Linked DNA regions of Pan troglodytes: all the other regions are linked to region 1. The links are chromatin contacts, called in public Hi-C and HiChIP or PLAC-seq maps. All regions are on one chromosome and are shown on one strand. The core of a region is the stretch at or near the end of the contact, and the rest is flanking DNA. Distances in the headings are between cores, read along the strand shown. Region 1 holds the start of MIS18BP1 (MIS18 binding protein 1). Region 2 holds the start of TOGARAM1 (TOG array regulator of axonemal microtubules 1). Region 3 holds the start of LOC129136927 (atherin-like).

Evidence for each region. A called contact is a pair of places that touch in the nucleus more often than the background predicts. HiChIP or PLAC-seq counts read pairs in DNA pulled down with a chosen protein or histone mark.
Region 2: a contact with region 1 is called in a Hi-C map of stem cell-derived neural progenitor cells, with 2.3 times the contacts expected there. The contact joins the promoter of TOGARAM1 here to the promoter of MIS18BP1 in region 1. A contact is called at or near these places in 1 of 7 Hi-C or Micro-C datasets (stem cell-derived neural progenitor cells) and 1 of 1 datasets of contacts at active chromatin or transcription factors (stem cell-derived excitatory neurons).
Region 3: a contact with region 1 is called in an H3K4me3 HiChIP or PLAC-seq map of stem cell-derived excitatory neurons, with 7 times the contacts expected there. The contact joins the promoter of LOC129136927 here to the promoter of MIS18BP1 in region 1. A contact is called at or near these places in 3 of 7 Hi-C or Micro-C datasets (blood, induced pluripotent stem cells and stem cell-derived neural progenitor cells) and 1 of 1 datasets of contacts at active chromatin or transcription factors (stem cell-derived excitatory neurons).

What each region holds. Positions count from the first base shown.
Region 1 is chr15:43,330,166-43,332,865 of NHGRI_mPanTro3-v2.0_pri, forward strand. It overlaps MIS18BP1 (MIS18 binding protein 1), which reads right to left and starts at 1,376. Exons shown (of 17, transcript XM_522841.7): 1 at 528-1,376.
Region 2 is chr15:43,040,052-43,042,751 of NHGRI_mPanTro3-v2.0_pri, forward strand. It overlaps TOGARAM1 (TOG array regulator of axonemal microtubules 1), which reads left to right and starts at 1,287. Exons shown (of 21, transcript XR_010150936.1): 1 at 1,287-2,700. It overlaps KLHL28 (kelch like family member 28), which reads right to left and starts at 1,264. Exons shown (of 5, transcript XM_016926034.4): 1 at 894-1,264.
Region 3 is chr15:42,977,051-42,979,750 of NHGRI_mPanTro3-v2.0_pri, forward strand. LOC129136927 (atherin-like) reads right to left here and starts at 1,271. Exons shown (of 3, transcript XM_063793950.1): 1 at 1,266-1,271; 2 at 1-227. The coding sequence starts at 1,271. The region is part of intron 1 of C14H14orf28 (chromosome 14 C14orf28 homolog); the gene reads left to right. It overlaps LOC104002024 (a long non-coding RNA gene), which reads right to left. Exons shown (of 5, transcript XR_010150933.1): 3 at 1,633-1,715.

The sequences.
Region 1 (2,700 bases), core at 126-2,625:
TTTTCTTGAACTCCTGAGCTCAAAAGATCCACCCGCCTCGGCCTCCCAAAGTGTGGGATCACAGGCGTGTGCCACCGCGCCCGACCATTTTCTAAATAATTTTATTAACATCTAAAGATGTTTGCAACAAGCATGCAATTTAACCAGAAGAAAACATAAGCTGAATGATCAACTGCTTCTATAGCCCTGTGGGTCCTGGGCTCCCAAGGGGAAGAGTTGGGTACTGAGGAATACAATTTTCCCACTTGGTATTCTAAAAAAAAAAAAAAAAAAAAAAAGTTATTTTAGAACAAAGACCTAGAACGCTCACCATCGAAATAAATTTGAGCAATCGTGTTCTACTCTCTTAAGTACAGTAGACACGCAACAAGTAAACATCGAGTGCGAAGTATCAAATCCGTACCAAAGCCAGAAATCTACAAAAAAAATAAATAAAACCGCGTGAGCCGAGATGCTTAAAGGGCAGACGCCCACCATCTGCGGGGACCCGCGGCAGGAGGTTAGCGGAGGGCGCGGGGAGGACGTACCTTGGATGAAGAGCCTGGCAGGGAGAGACTGCCGCAGTTCCGGCTCGGCTCCGCGCGGAGAGAGGGCCGCACGCCGCCGGGCTCGCGCCTCAGGCCCACGGTGGATCCTGCCCGCGGCGGCCAGGCGCCAACCGACGCTTACCTCCTCCGCGACGTTCTCTAACACACAAAACACTTCCGCAATTCAAATTTGAAGAGCCCGCCCTCCAGCCAGCCCGGGATTGGCACGCTCGGGAATTGCGCCACCGTGCGTCTCACAGGGACGCAAGAAAACTGCAGGCGGCCTCTGCACTCCGTGGACGGCAGTGTGTCCACAAAAAGTAGGCGACCCTAAGCTGTCACAGGCAGGGGGCGAGCTCCTCTAGTTGTCTTCAAAGTTCGTTTCGTCTTCGTAGGGCACGCGCCCACCCTGAATCCCGCCTTTCCTCTCGTGAAGCTCTGCCGGGACAAGGCTTACGTGGGACGACGTGGGACGCCGTGGGCCGCGAGCGCGCCCCGGCGCTACTGCGGCTAAGTTTGGCCTTTCCTGGCTGCCGTCCTCCCCTACAGGCTGTGCGCCGTAGCGGCTGTTATCCTTCTTTTCCGTCTCAGGAAAACAGCGTGCTCGGTGGGTTTGAGAGAACTTCTGTTTTTCTCTCCTCCATGTTTGAGGCGGAGAAAGAACATTTTGTTCTTGAGGTGATGATGGATTGAATGTAAAGTTACGCACAAAGTGGGATGTTTAGTTGGAACTGTTCCCTCAGGAAATACGATTTTTTGGGCGTGGGGGACAGGGTCTCGCTCTGTCGCCTAGGTCTGAGTGCAGTGGCGCAATAACGGCTCACTGCAGTCTGGAACTCCAAGGGATCTTCCCACCTCAGCCTCCGAGTAGCTGGAACTACAGGCGCGCGCGACCATGCTTGGCTTATTTTTATTTTGTTGAGAGGAGGTCTCACCATGTTGCCCAGCCTAGTCTGGAACTCCTGGGTTCAAGCGATCCTCCATCTCGGCCTCCCAAAGTGCCAGGATTACAGGCAACCGCACCGAGCCAGGAAGTGATTAATTTTTTATAAGTCACCTCACATTCTAGAAACATTAATCTCGACAACTCTAGGTTGCTGTAAGCAGCTTGTGACAGTGGCCCCCAGACTGCGTCCCGCTTTAGACTGCACCCAGTGAATCTCCACTCTAACCACCGCGGAGTGACCGGGTGTATTCTTCGCCTTGTATAGGGCACATTGGTTCAGTCTTGAAAGTAGAGAAGGGGAAGCCAGGGTAGTAAGGTGTGTTCTCAGCCCTGAACCCTGTCCAACTCCAGTCCTGCATGAAGTCTGTCCTCTTCCCCCCATCCGCATTTGTGACAACAGAGCTTCTTTTTATTTTATACTTCCATCTAAGAAAATTAGTCAACTTCTAGTCACATACCACATTTCCCCATTAAGAGGCTTTACTGAAAAGGTGATAATTTTTTTTAAAGTGACTTTTGCAGTCCCTTCTAAATCCTGCATGTACTAAATTTTGTACACACTGAATAATCAAAATCCAAAATATAAATTTAAAACATCCACGTGAATGCAAATAAGGAAAAACAGTTGGAGGTAGGGGGAAAGGAAGCAAACTTACCTGGATAAAATGAAGTTTGTTTCTTGTACACCATAATGAGAAAATGGTTGGACATGGATTTGCACTAGTTTTTTGGGAAAAACCCGCCTTAAAACAGGTTAAATGGCATGTATGAAATATACTTTCATAGAGGAAGTTTGAAGGGATGGTCATTCAGATTTTAAAGCACCTGAAATTGAGGTATAGGACGTTTCTGTGGCCTGATGAAGATGGCCGTGGCTCACACATTTAGACAAAATAGGAACCCTGAAGTATTAACAGCAGGCACTCAGAAATGCACACTTTTTTTAAATTAGCCACTTCTCATGCAAGAAGGAAGTAGTATGTAGTATGTCCCAACGTGAATGGCCACAGGAATTTACATAAGATGACTAGTAATTTTCCAAGCAAAATTGGATTAAACAGTTTGTGGATAAGAAAGTGTGATGAGAAGGCCTAGAGGCCAAGGGACAGTACCTCTGTCCCTTAAATGGCAACATGCTGTAACCGCCCAAGGGGTTCAGCTTGCGTGCTGCCTGGACAGAGCTGATTGATCAAGACAAGTAAATTGCAATGGAGAAAGAGTAATTGA
Region 2 (2,700 bases), core at 37-2,536, 290 kb before region 1:
ACCCCCACCCCCCAAAAACAAAACAAAACAAAACTGATATTCAAATCGTACTTTAAGGCAAAAATCCAGAAATTATTTTTGCACTTGCATCAGCTGGGAGCATTATTTATAAAGCTGTTTGGCATATGTGACTCATTTATTCCAAGACTTTAAAAAGTATTTAAGAGAAATCCCACCTGGTACAGAGCAGGGTAGGAATACTTGCATTTGAAGTGCATAAATTTGGGTCTTCAAATGATAACTTAGACTTTTCGCACGAGTCATTCAAAAGTAATTGTATTATTCCTTCAAAAAAAAAAAATCTCTCTTCCACACTCCAAAGCATTCAGGCTCACACTAGACACTCCAGCTCTTCCACTGTGTCCGTTTAAGTATCACTTATGAGAAGGAGAAAATGCACACAAAATTCTCAGTTCGCCTAAAATAAATAAATGTCTACTATCATTCCTAAATCCACAAGGCAGAATTCTCTTAGAACCATGATGCCAAAAAGAACTTCCACCGCAAGTGAAATTGTCTTCGCAATCTCTGTCTCTAGGAGACTGAAAAGCTGCAGAGACGCTTGAGGATCCTGCAGGGAGGCTAGGGCGGCAGACCGAGGGGGCGGAGGTTAGGGGAGAGTCCCACAGAGGAACTGCATTAGAAGGAAAGATTTTGATAACGTCTAAGGGAGAGGCGGTTAGCTACAGGGGAAAAAAAACAGACCTATTTCCATATTATGTACGTTGTAAAGAAAACGCAAAGTGATGAGGGTAAGGAAACGTTGCCAAAAGCAAACAAACAAAAACAAAAAAAATTTAACCCTCTGCGGCCGGAGGGTTAAGAGAAGTCGACAAAAGGAGAAGGGGGAGGCGAATAAAGGCCCCAAAGACCAGGAATTGAAAAAAAAATACCCGATTTGTGAGCTTGGCCGTGGTCCAGATCTTCTGTCCTGATAAGCAGATGGCAAGAGGAAAGGATCGCAGTTACTCAGGGTGGTAGAGAGTAACGCGTTTACAAGGGTGACGAGCCCTGCACAAGAAGATGTCGCCTCTCTTTCCACCTGCTCCGCTCAGTCCTTTGCCTCTTACTCTAGCACCAGTGGCATTCGGGCAAAACACTGCCAAAGCCTGCACCGCTGGAGGACAGCAAAAGGAAAATACCTGAGTCCCAGTAATCACACGGGCAGCGACAGGAGGAGGATCCGCGGACAACTGGAGCCTGGGCTGGATCCTCACTAGCTCCGGTCAAACCCTAACTCTTACGGGTGGGGCGGGCAACTTCCGCCCAGAGCAAAGAAAGCGTCACATCCGTCAAATGTCTTCACCCCTCCTCCCTTCTCCGCTGTAGCTACGTTTACAACGTTCTGACTTCCTCTTCCAGGAGACTTTGGCCTAGTCTCAACACCTGACGTGGACTACATAACCCAGCATTCATCACGGCAAGTGGATTTCCGGGTCAAGAGGTCCGCGCTGGGTACATCACCATGGAAGCAATCGGTTTGGTCACGTGGTGCCCTTGGTTACGCCCGGTGGCAGCTGTGGGGTCTAGGGCTCAGACGGGGGCCATTTTGCCAGAGGCTGCCTCCCGGAGTTGGGGGCGGCCTGGCGGCAGGCTGAAGCTGTTCTTTTGCCTCTTCTGCAGCTTGGGGCTTGGAGAGGATCTGGAAGTCTGGGCTCCATCGAGCCCTTTGGAGACAGCAATGGTTTCTTCCAACCACCACCACCTGACAACCCTGCATGGCGGCTGCCCCCTCCGCGCTGCTTCTGCTGCCGCCCTTTCCAGTCCTCTCTACCTATCGGCTCCAGAGCCGCAGTCGTCCTTCCGCCCCAGAGACTGATGATAGTCGAGTTGGGGGCATTATGAGAGGAGAGAAAAACTACTACTTCCGTGGAGCTGCGGGGGACCACGGTTCCTGCCCCACTACAACTTCGCCTCTGGCCTCGGCCCTCTTGATGCCCTCGGAGGCAGTCTCAAGCAGCTGGTCTGAGTCTGGAGGCGGTTTGTCAGGGGGAGATGAAGAGGACACTCGGCTCCTTCAACTCCTCCGCACTGCCCCGGATCCTTCTGAGGCCTTTCAGGCTTTGCAAGCTGCTTTGCCGCGGCGGGGCGGTCGACTTGGCTTCCCCCGACGCAAGGAAGCTTTGTATCGGGCACTGGGCCGAGTGCTTGTGGAAGGAGGTAGTGATGAGAAGCGGCTTTGCTTGCAACTTCTCTCGGACGTTCTCCGGGGTCAGGGGGAGGCAGGCCAGCTTGAAGAGGCCTTTAGCTTAGCACTTTTGCCTCAACTAGTTGTCTCGTTACGGGAAGAGAATCCAGCCCTGCGGAAAGATGCGCTGCAGATCCTTCATATATGTCTGAAACGTAGTTCTGGAGAGGTGCTGAGAACGCTTATACAACAAGGACTGGAAAGTACCGATGCCCGACTTAGAGCTTCCACAGCACTACTGCTTCCCATCTTGCTTACTACTGAGGACTTGTTGCTTGGTCTGGATCTCACCGAGGTGATAATATCCCTAGCCCGAAAGCTTGGTGATCAGGAGACAGAAGAAGAATCTGAGACAGCTTTCTCCGCACTTCAACAAATTGGGGAGCGACTTGGCCAAGACAGGTTTCAATCTTATATTTCTCGTCTGCCCTCTGCCCTGAGGAGACACTACAATCACCGCCTGGAGTCCCAGTTTGGAAGTCAGGTTCCTTATTATTTGGAACTTGAAGCCT
Region 3 (2,700 bases), core at 21-2,520, 350 kb before region 1:
AGACTGGCCGGTGTGGGAACGCCTTCCGCGGCCCGGCCCTCCAGCCTATTTGTCCCCAGTCCTGAGCACTCGGCGGGGCACTGCCCGGGCAGAGGCGGGGGCGCCCAGCCGACTCGCGGGCCCCTAACTCGGGGACCCGCCCGCCTCGGTGCCAGGCCTCCCGGGCGCGGCTGCCCAAGGCCAGGGTGGGCGTGGCCGGAGCGTGGGGGCTCCCCGGGGGCGCACGCCTAGCGTCCGCCTTGTCCCTGTCCCGAAGCCCTGCGCTGCTGGGAGCGGTAGCGCGTGGCTGTTCAGGCGTATTTCAGGCGCTGATTTGAGAGGGGACTTTTAGAATCCCTGAGTCCTTAGGGAGTCTGGCGTTCAATGCCTTGGGCATGTGGTGGGGTCCTCACGGCTAGCTTGGGGTACCAATTTCCTCCCTTGGAAGTCACCACGAAAGAAAGATGTTTTGTCAAAGAAATAGAGGTCAGGAGAGTTTTCCAGGTTTATTCAAATTGGAGGGCCCGTAGAGCCTGGAGAATAAAGCCAGCGGAATACATCCTCCAGTCCTTCTAATTACAGTTCCTAGCTAAACAGCTAAGACAATTTTAAGTAAAGCTCTTCACAGCTATCTTTCCATCATTTTTCCCCACCCCCCATTTTTATTGCAATTTACTTTGGAACAAATCACCAAATTCATGATGAAACTAGTATCCTCTAGTTCTTCCAAACCTTCGCTCCTCCCGTTTTTCCCAGAGAAAGACTAAAGTTTCATGCCACATATGTCATTATAGTTTAATTCTCTTAGAGTGTAAGGGTAGTTACACTTCATTTGGTCATGTCTGAAGACAATTTGAAGAAAATATCCTAGAGACTTATGCTTCCTTCCCAATGCACTATTTTAGGAATCTGAACTCAGGCTCTTTAAGCAATCTTAAACCTTGCTACAAAGTTCTTTAAAATTCAACGGAAATAAATCAAACCATAAAGTTATTTTCGTTTTTAAAGTATTTGAATGCATAACTGTTTTTTAAAATCTTTGTAAACAAAACGTGTCAGTTTCTATTACGAAGAAACTGAGTTTGTGTTTTCCTAGGCTGCAGATTTGCCACACCCTCTTCTTCGTAAGTGGATGACTAGAATCAATGTGTTGGCCAACTAGATATAAACATCCACTCTTCATACTAAATATAGTTACTGGATATTTTAGAGTCCACAGTATCTTGCTTCACACTGAAAACACTGTGTTCATGTGTGTTTAATATATTGCAGAAGTGAATTTTTACTCGCATTGCAGAATGTTTTGGACTTAGTTTCTTACACAAATAAAACACGTAGGACTGCAGCTTTATTAAGTGTTGAGTTCATGTTGTGTTTGGGAGGATGCAGCACTTGGAAAAGATGGTCAAAATAAGACACTGATCTCAGTCACTCATTTCTCTGTTTCTGCTCCTCAGATGCCTCCCTTTTTTCATAACAATACTTCTCCATAAAAGTAACCTCGGAAAACAATATGATGTTGTTAGTTTATTTGCTTGTCCCAAGTAAAGTGAAGGAGTTTTTTCAATACAATTGTAAAAAGAACTCATTCTTTCAAAAGTATGTGCGCTATATAACATACATATAACACAACATATTTATTAAAATACTTACTGTGGCTTTAAAATCAAAGTGCCTAGTGGTCCTCAAGGTTGGGAAGAGTGCCAGTTTGAAAAGGGAGGATGCTTTGCTTCATTCTGAAAACACGCATAGGGAATAATCAGGATATTTATCAAGTTCTGAATCAGATCTTCATAGTATAGCCTCTGTAGTTAAAAATTATAGTATATCTAAATTGCACAATAGCACAATTCTCAGTTGCAAATAAAAATCCCAAAGTGATTAGCAATATTAGCTATGCTACTATTCACTTAAGATTGATTTTCATGATTACTACTCATGCTGTCTTTCAAAGCTAAATGTCAGAATTAGTCTTAGTCTATATAGCAACAGGAGTTTTTTTTTACATAGTTTTTCTATACAACAAATAAAATATGTAGTATAGTTAATATAAAGATTATGTAATGGCTATTATTCTGTACCCCCAATTAAGGATCCCATTATATTAGTTTCTTAAGTGGAATCACCCATATTAACAAGAAAATGAAGCAAGCACAGCCTGTATTTTGGAAAGATGAGGAGGTTTACATTAGGAATATGCCTAACCAAAGTTAGTTTATGTTTTTAATAGCTTTATTTTCATTTAGGATTTTTTTTTTTTTGAGATGGAGTTTCACTCGTTGCCCAGGCGGGAATGAGATGGCGTGATCTCGGCTCACCGCAACCTCCGCCTCCCAGGTTCAAGCGATTCTCCTGCCTCAGCCTCCCGAGTAGCTGGGATTACAGGCATGCGCCACCATGCCCAGCTAATTTTGTATTTTTAATAGAGGGTTTTCTCCATGCTGGTCAGGCTGGTCTCCAACGCCTGACCTCAGGTGATCGCCCGCCTCAGCCTCCCAAAGTGCTGGGATTACAGGCGTGAGCCACCGCGCCCAGCCTCAGGATTTTTTTTATTACAGGGTTTCCCTCTGTCACAGATAAAATCTGCAATGTAATTAATATAAAGCCTGTCAAATGGCCATCTGTACCTCAAAAAAAGACTGCAGCTTCTTAAATGGTCTTTCCAGAGAGCTCCAGAGAGCATGCATAGTGCGCGAAAAGTGGCTCATTTAAATTTTTTTG